Linked DNA regions of Mus musculus: region 1 is linked to region 2. Evidence: chromatin contacts called from public Hi-C data. All regions are on one chromosome and are shown on one strand. The core of a region is the stretch at or near the end of the contact, and the rest is flanking DNA. Distances in the headings are between cores, read along the strand shown. Region 1 has its middle 93 kb from the start of Gm24471. Region 2 has its middle 45 kb from the start of Gm26559.

Region 1 (4,311 bases), core at 543-3,042, 220 kb before region 2:
GTATTATTTGGACAGCTAAATTTCACGTTAACGTTTAGAAAGGAGAACTTAGTACAAGTTCTTGGAATGAGTCCTTATGGTATATCACATTATCAGTACAAACTAAGGCCTTAACTGGGCAGTGCTCACGTGGGGTTCCACGAGAGGCTGTTATGCTATGGGGAGACCTAGATTTTAACGTCTGGTTTTTATCATTTGAAAATTCCTGTAGGCTGCAGTTCTTTGTCAGTACCACTTCAGAATGTATGGTTTATAAGTACTCAAAATATTTGGTATGTTTGAAGAAACATGCCATGGGACCATGTGGATAGAACAGTGCAGATGTGCTTCTTTGGATGTGGGGGCACATATATGTAATCCTAACACTCCGGAGGATGGTGAACTCAAGGCCAGCCTGGGCTAAATAGTAAGACTAGCCTGAGCTATATTTGGAAACTCTGTCTAAAGAAACAACAAATAAAAAACTAACACCCCAGTCCCACAATTCTTTTAGTCACTAAGACCCTCCAGGAACAACGTTTGGTTAAATCTCACCTATGCTTCTTATTTGGGTAAGTTTTTGTACTTCTCTGACCTTGATTTATCCATCTGTGAGTTGGGAGCAATACTTACTCCTTAGTAGCTGATATGCTCATACAGCTCTTAAGGCACGACAGCTCCATTGGTTATGTTTGTATAACTCCTCAGAGCTGTGGCCACGCAGGTAGGTACATCCTAAATGGCTTGCATTTGCATGTGTGTAGAGTCAGAATGAGCCGGTTGACATCTTTTTTATTTTTATTTTCAGTTTTTAATTAGAAATTTTCTTTATTTACATTTCAAATTTTATCCCCTTTCCTCATTTCCCTTCTGAAAATCCCCCTATCCCATCTCCTCTCCCTGCTCACTAACCCACCCACTCCTGCTTCCCTGTCCTGGCATTCCCCTACACCGGGGCATTGAGCCTTCACAAGGCCAAGGGCCTCTCCTCTCATTGAGGTCCCACAAGGCCATTCTCTGCTACATATGTGGCTAAAGCCTTGAGTCCCTCCTTGTGTACTCTTTGGTTGGTGGCTTAGTCCCTGGGAGCTCTGGGGGTACTGGTTGGTTCATATTGTTGTTCCTCCTATGGGTCTGCAAACCCCTTTAGCTCCTTGGGTCCTTTCTCTAGCTCCTCCATTGACATCTTGACATCTCCAGTTGACATCTTGAGATGCCTTTGTGCCTTCTGATTCTTCACAACTGTGAAGATTCTGTAACAATTAGTCAGCTTCGTGTAACGGTAAAAGCCAGGCTGTCTCCTGGGTTGTCTGGAAGGAGGCTGAGATAGGAAATGCTTGCAAACAGCTCCTAATCGTATTAGATCACTTGACAGTTTTGCATGAGCCATAAGTTGATAAACGAGGAAGGCCGGTCACTGTCGCAGTTATTAATGAGAAAAGCTACCGTCTTTATGGTAATGCATTTTGATGAGGGAGAAAAAAAATCACCTCCGGCAGAACCCATAAATGTGCAGTTGCTGCCTGGTTACTGCCTCTGCCCTTTTCTGGGCTTGTGTCAGAGAGGAGACACAGGCACAGAAATACAACGATGAGCCCTGAAGCCACACCTTCTGAGAAGCAGGCTTAGGGCAGACCATGTCACACATTGAACTCAAGGCTACTCTGCCTTTCTCGGCCAGGCCTCCTGAGACAGCTTGAAGTGGGTTTAAAAAAAAAAAAGATCATGTGCTTGGCCTTGCAAGACTTCAGTAGAGAAATTCAGCATCTGATAGGCTTACCTCTCTGCCAGTCTTTGACATGAGGCGATATCATTGGAAGAGGCAGTGAGGTTTTGACTGGGAGGGAGGGACATGTGCCGTAGGAGGGAGTGCTGGCCAGCATGCAGACTTTCTTACTGCTAAAGATGAAAGAGAAGTGATTATTATTACTCAACATATGTCCTAGTTACCATGGAAGGAGCCATGGGTTAGAAGTTCGATTGCCCTACCACTAAGTGGGTTTGCCTTTGGACACTAAGTGGGTTTGCCTTTGGACACTAAGTGGGTTTGCCTTTGGACACTAAGTGGGTGGGCCTTTGGACACTAAGTGGGTGGGCCTTTGGACACTAAGTGGGTGGGCCTTTGGACCAGGCCAAACTGACAGCTGTAGTACCGATTCTCTCTGATGTCCGAATCAAAATGGCTCTAGCTTAGGCTCTGATGGCTTACTGTGCTTTGCTATTCTAAAATTCACTTTCTTGGAGAAATGTTGCTAATGATGAAATGAACAAACAGACTGTTGGTTCCAGCTCAGGAGCCTGGGTTTCTTTAGCACCAGGGTTTTAAAACCCCTAGTACTTTAGCTGGGGCCATACACACAGCTCAGTGTTAGAAGTTACTGTGCAAGCATCAGACCATATCTTCAATTCTCAGATACAGTAAAGCTCACAGTACTTGTAGAAACCATCGCTTTACTTTATATACCCTTCCACATGCCCAGAAAAACACCATCTCTTTTTGCCTACTTACCCACTCCTAAGCCTTTCTGTTGGATGTTAGGAACCCATTGTAAGACAAGGATGACCCTTGAAGCAAAAACCAGGCCCAAATATTCTGGGTAGGAGCTAAGTGGACCAAAATAGCTCACAGACCCACAAGTTGCAGAAAAGATGAGACGGAAGATGCAGGCTCTTCTTTCCCCCACCCATGACCCAAGAACACTGTGAACTTGGTAATAGGATATGCTTTTAGGAGGCAGCCTCGCTATTTTAGAAATGGGTTTTGTAGCTGCTATGTAAAATCAGCATAGCTATTCACCAAGCAAATCAATGAAAAAAATACCATGTGCCAATTTGTGCTGGAGAACCACAGCTCCTCAAGCAATTACCAAGGCTGGCAAGATTGCACACTTTCCACCCACACCTGGAGAGTCCTGGTTTATTTTTAGGTAGTTGTGTCTGGGTTGGGCAACGGCTGTGCTGGAAGAGTTTCAACCTGTGCTGACTGACCTGTTCACATGAAACCACCTTTCTTCTACACTTGGAAGAAACCCATAACCCATAGTTATTCATCTCTTCATTTTCCTACTCTTTCTTCTGAAACACATTCTTACTTGCAACAGCATCTTACCAGGGCACTAGGCTACAAAAGATAGTGTGTGTGTGATGTGTGTGTGTGTGTGTGTGTGTGTGTGTGTGTGTGTGTGCTGGTGTGCATGCATGTGGTGGTAGTAAAGCAGTTTCTCAGGGCTGTTATGAGAATCTGCCATATACTGGTGGCTTAAAACAACTGGTAGTTATTGTTTCAAAGTTCAGGAAGCTGCACACCTGAAAACAAGATGTCAATAGGGCCGTGCTCACTCCGAAGGCTCTAAAAGAGAACCCTTTCTTGATTGGCCAGTTTCTGGTGTTTGTTTCTGATCTTTAGCATTTGGGGCCCTGGAGATGAATCACCCAACTCTTGTCTGTGTCCACACTTAACATTTTCTTCTGGGTCTATGCTTGGACTTTTTTTTTTTTTCATATAACAGCACCAATCACTGGCTCAGAGTCCACCCCAAATCACTAACTTCTTTTAAACTTGATTGTATCTTCAAAATGCGTCTTTCCAAATAAGATTGAATTCACAGTGCTTAGGATATTGAACATGTCCTCTGGGAGGACATAATTCAACTGGAAATAGGAATTATTGTTTTGGCAGTCATTTCACCCCAAGGTCCATATGGCTTCCTCCCGCACTATAGAGACTGGAAACCTTGGAATTATGTTCCCCAGAATCCCTCAGCATCAGAGCTCTGTTTTATAGTCTCCCAATGACAGAAAGTCATGCAATGAAGGAAGAAGAGAATAGAAGTTCTTGCTCCTGAGGGAGCATCACCAAGCAAACATGGTTGATCAATGGCAGATGTGGGATTACTGCAATAACTTCCATGTGCCCTCCTCAAGTTGCCTCTCTTGTTGTTGAAGAAAGCTGAGATCATTGCTGGTCACTGTGCAATCCCAGACTTCTTGGAAGCATTTGGTTTCTCTCTGTGGCCTTTGCCTCCTCGGTCCTCCTAACAGTTTTAACAGCTTCCTCCTTCCTCTGAAACCCCTCGAGTGGTGCCTGCTTTTCTGAGTAGGTATTGCGGTATCTTCTTGAAGTGATATCTGAGAACTTCCACAGTTTAAATTCCAACCTGCCTGAGAGCCCTCTCAGACTACTGGGCAGTTGGGAAATGTCTTACCCCTCAGTGACCGGTGAGCCTGCAGAGTGACTCGCGGCTGTCATAATCCGCCCAACCAAAGAGTCGGAATGAGGTTTCTCTGGAAAAGTTTACAATCATCAGGGGTCAGTACACACGAGGCTAGGTT
Region 2 (4,308 bases), core at 399-2,898:
CTCTGCAGCTGACTTCTACTGTTTCTTACCGTGATGCTGTGTCTGACTTGTCTGCCATGGTTCCTAAGGCTGGAACTTGAGAGAGCTGGCTACGCACAAACATTGCCCTTCTCTTAGGTGGATGAATACACTTAGTGAGATTGTAGGTCTGTCATTTGGTGACAGCTAGTGACACTGCAGAACAGGACAGATGGGTGAAACACCAAAGAAATGCATCCCACAGAGGCTCAGTGAAGCAAGGGTTCATCAACCAATTCATCATCTGGTTAAAAAGGGAAATAAAAAGGACAAGAATTTTCTGCCACAGGTTACACACTGGTCAAGCAGTGGGGAGGTGTTTTGTTTTGTCTTGTGTTGTGTTGTTTTGGTTTTGCTTTTCTTTTGGCCTGGTATCACTTATATAAAAACATACTAAGAGATAAGATTTGCATTAACAAGGAAGCTACTTTAAACCTCCATTTTAATTTTTATACAATTCTCTCTCTCTCTCTCTCTCTCTCTCTCTCTCTCTCTCTCTCTCTCTCTCTGTGTGTGTGTGTGTGTGTGTGTGTGTGTGTGTGTGTGTGTGTGTGTGTGTGTAAAACAACAGGCACTCAGAGTCATTAATGACTAGTGAAAATAAGTAGTGAATTGCAACCAAGATACAATAAACCTGACTGTGAAACAGAAACCAGGGAAGTTCCTGCTTGCCTTGCAGAGGCTCGCTGAAACCTTAGGGCTTGGATGGAGGCCACTCAGCTGCTCCAAGAGCCAACTTCATTCAGCCTCGGGGCTCCAGAGCCAAGAGCAGGTGCAGTTACTTGCCTGCTCTCCCCAGAGGCTACCAAGAGTTCTGCTGAGACTCACACTGTCAACAAAGGCCAGGAAAAAGGGACTTTCTTGGATGTTTCAGTAGCCTGTGTCAGAGATGGAGACTCAGACAAACAAAAAGGCTAGTCCAGGTACTTGGGTTCTTGCCTGTACTCATGACACTTCAGACCCAGAGATGCTGAGGGTGCCGCCAGTTTTGCCTTGGTGTCCTTTCTGAATCTTTCACCACTTGCTGAAAGCCTCTGCCACAGCTGCTTTTTCTACCACACTAGAAGAGCATACATTTAACTGTCTATGCATTATCTACTGTGTATCTGTCTGTCTATCTATCTATCTATCTATCTATCTATCTGTCTGTCTATCTATCACCTATCTTTCTATTCATTTATCTATCTATTCTGAATTATCTTTTTCCACTTCAGCTAAAGTATCACTTTCTTGCAGTTGTAGAACACTCCCTCTTGCTGATCCCCCCATCCCCCAAATCAGAGCATCATGGCAAAGACCAGGGCCTTAATCTCTCACTGTCCAGAGAGAATCTAGGAGCCCAGGTTTGCCTCCAAGAACGCCTATAACTAAGAAAACCCTAGTCAGAACAAAGCTGCCAAAAGTTCTCTACCCACCAAACTCAGATTCCCTGACACCTGGGAAGTTTGAGGGAACTAAATAAATGGTAGGGTGTGGGTAAGGAAGGCTCCTGAAGAGCTGAGCCACCTTCCCGAAAGGCCCTCCAGAGGCTACAGCAGCACCGGATTCTGCACTGCAGGCTGAAGCCTATTTAATTGCTGGTAATTAAGGCCGGATCTATAGTTTCTGGGCATGCCCTGTGGGGGAGGGCCTGCCTTCCTGGCCTCTGGTGAGCTGCAGGGAAGCAATCAGTGCTGCACGGATCTTGCAGCTCTGCAGTTCATAGCAGGGCCTGTTGCTGGGCAATTTCCAGCACAAAGGTTGTTTGTAAAGCTGCATTTTGAAGCTAGAAACTTGTCTTTTCAAAAGAAATAAGTATAGAGTAGAAACAGTTCATCCTTATGGAGCGCGTACTAGAGGTCTGACATTGTGGTAAGCATGTTTAATTCTCAAAAGATGGTGGTGGGTAAATTTTTAATTGATGGTGATAAGATTAGATAATTCACTCTAGACCCACAGTTGGCACAGAGTTAAAATCTAATTAATTGGATTCCAGAATCCCGGCTGTTAGCCACTGTGGTCTTCAGCAGAGACTGCAAACTGGTAGCCTTATTTGTAAACCTTCAAGGTGTATAGATCCGTGAGTCCCACGTTCTTCTTTCTTTTCTCTCTTTTTTTCTTCTTTTGACTGCCCTGAATTGTTTCTTAGGTACGAATGTTTACAAACATTACTTACATCTTGTGCTAATGGCAACAGTGGGGCTGGAGAGTATTGAGCCCCATGAGAACCACACCAACCATAAGATGAATTGTGTGGCCCTTCCCTTGGTTCTGGTTCTCGCTGCTCGCCAGAGTCAGGACTTGTGTTCAGTGACTCACTGGGCCCCATGGTTCCTTCTGAGAGCTTTAAGGATTTCCCCAGTGAGGATAACCTTGAAGATTTTATATGTGGAATCTTCCCCCGCCCAGTAAGAATTCAAGACTCTCAAAGCCCCACAGTGGGGTCCAACTCTTCAGAGGCGGACTGAAGAGTTCCAGCAAACGAGCTAACCAGGTTTGCTGTAAGATGCGCCTTTAGGAGCTGGGCGTTTGCAGCCACCGGGGGGGGGGGGGGGGGGCGCAGAGAGCTGTCACTATTGCCAGCAGTGTACCTTCATGCCCTTGTGGGCATCCATCTCAGGTCACCTGATGGCTGCCCTGGATGGAAAGGAAGGAGCCCTTTCTCATAATCCCTTTAGTGGCTCTGCTCACATTACTTTAAAATATGGAAATGCCCAATAAAAATTCAGATTTCTGGTGTTCTTGGGGGAAAAAAAACTGCTAATAATACAGGCAGTGAATTGGGTCTGAGTGATCATTGCCCCTTCTCTGGGGTAGGCAGCATCTAGTCTCTCCTGCTTGTGCCACTCCATCTAAACCCTAGCCTGTCTCCTGCCCTCCCTGGCATGCTGAGACTGTGACACTGTTTGCCATTAAGCAAAGTACAATAAGAGCAGGAGGAGGGTTAGAATAAAGAGGCAGGGTAGTGAGGCTCAGACTCACCAGCAGCAAGGGCAATTGCAGTCATTCATTCAAAGAGGAAAAGCCCGTTGTTGCAGGAGTCTAATGTGTCCCCAGTCTCATTGTTAAGCTTACAGATAAGCAGAGACAAGCTGGCTCGGGGTGGGTTGAGAGTCCCAGAAATCTCAAGATGCACTGCTGCCCCAGACCGCATGTCTCTCCTCATCTGCTTTTAAGAGATTACTTTTCAGAAGGCTTGGCCATAAGCCCTGCTTTATCATTCCTGCCGGAGCTTCCAGCTGGACAGAATCTGCAAGCTAAAAGCTTTCGTCTTACAGAAAAGAAGAGCATTTGGCTGCCTGCAGCTGGCCAGCTTCACGGGCCTGCTTGCTTCTGGGTAACCAAGTGGGAAATTTCATCTGTGCTTTGAGTTTCTTGCAATTTCTGTCTATTCCTGGTAAGGGCAGAGTTCAGGTTCATTCCTGCACACCCACAGCCCTCCCTATTAGAAGGCACTGGAGACCTGGTCATCAGAGTCCATCAAAGGCAAGGATGACCATGAACTGGGCGATGCTGAGGTACAGATTGTGATGTAAATTAAGGGAGCAAGAACGATCCCATAAATACTTCCTTTTTTTTTTTTTTTTTTTTTAAAGATTTATTTATTTATTATATGTAAGTACACTGTAGCTGTCTTCAGACACTCCAGAAGAGGGCGTCAGATCTTGTTACAGATGGTTGTGAGCCACCATGTGGTTGCTGGGATTTGAACTCCTGACCTTCGGAAGAGCAGTCGGGTGCTCTTACCCACTGAGCCATCTCACCAGCCCCCCATAAATACTTCCTAAGAAGCAGAAGGCCCAGTCCGATTCCCCAACTTCCACCAGACTCCAGACGGCTTTGTCTTAGAACACAGCCTTCTACACACTGGAAAGACAATGAAGCCTGACCTGCTGACCCTGTAGGTGACTAGGTTTTCGTCTGGCGACCTGGAGGGCAGCTGCCATGTTCATACTTGCTCAGCTGCAATACGCTAGCATGCTGCCCACCTCTCCTTCAAGACTATGGACTAGCTCATAGAAGGCTGCTTTTTTCCTCAACATACCCCTCCAGGCTTCCTGACTGAGCACAGATGATGGAGCAGGGTTGTCATTGTCTGAATAGAAAACCTCTTCCATGTTTTAACTGTTTGGTTCCCAGTTAGCGACACTATTTGGGGGAGGTTTTGGAAACTCCAGGTGGGACCTAACTACGTGAAATAGCCACTAGATGCAGGGCTTTAGGACAGTGGTGGGCAGGGATGGGGGGGGGGGTGTGGGTCTTGTCCCTGGTTTCTTCCTGTCTCTCTGCTTTCTATCCACTTTAAGGTGA

Evidence for each region. Hi-C and Micro-C count contacts between places; a contact is called where the count stands out from the background.
Region 1: a contact with region 2 is called in a Hi-C map of the N1E-115 cell line, with 2.0 times the contacts expected there. The contact joins two enhancer-like sites. A contact is called at or near these places in 1 of 484 Hi-C or Micro-C datasets (the N1E-115 cell line) and 4 of 115 datasets of contacts at active chromatin or transcription factors (bone marrow-derived dendritic cells, embryonic basal ganglia, embryonic stem cells and 1 more).

What each region holds. Positions count from the first base shown.
Region 1 is chr13:99,783,087-99,787,397 of GRCm38.p6, reverse strand. No RefSeq gene overlaps it. Among named protein-coding and RNA genes, the nearest start is that of Gm24471, 93 kb to the right of the region's middle. Within about 2 kb of position 1,792, at least 5 of the 459 cell types and tissues checked have an H3K27ac peak or open chromatin away from gene starts, as enhancers often do. A contact at or near this core is called in the N1E-115 cell line, where this site is marked.
Region 2 is chr13:99,559,716-99,564,023 of GRCm38.p6, reverse strand. No RefSeq gene overlaps it. Among named protein-coding and RNA genes, the nearest start is that of Gm26559, 45 kb to the right of the region's middle. Within about 2 kb of position 1,648, at least 31 of the 459 cell types and tissues checked have an H3K27ac peak or open chromatin away from gene starts, as enhancers often do. A contact at or near this core is called in the N1E-115 cell line, where this site is marked.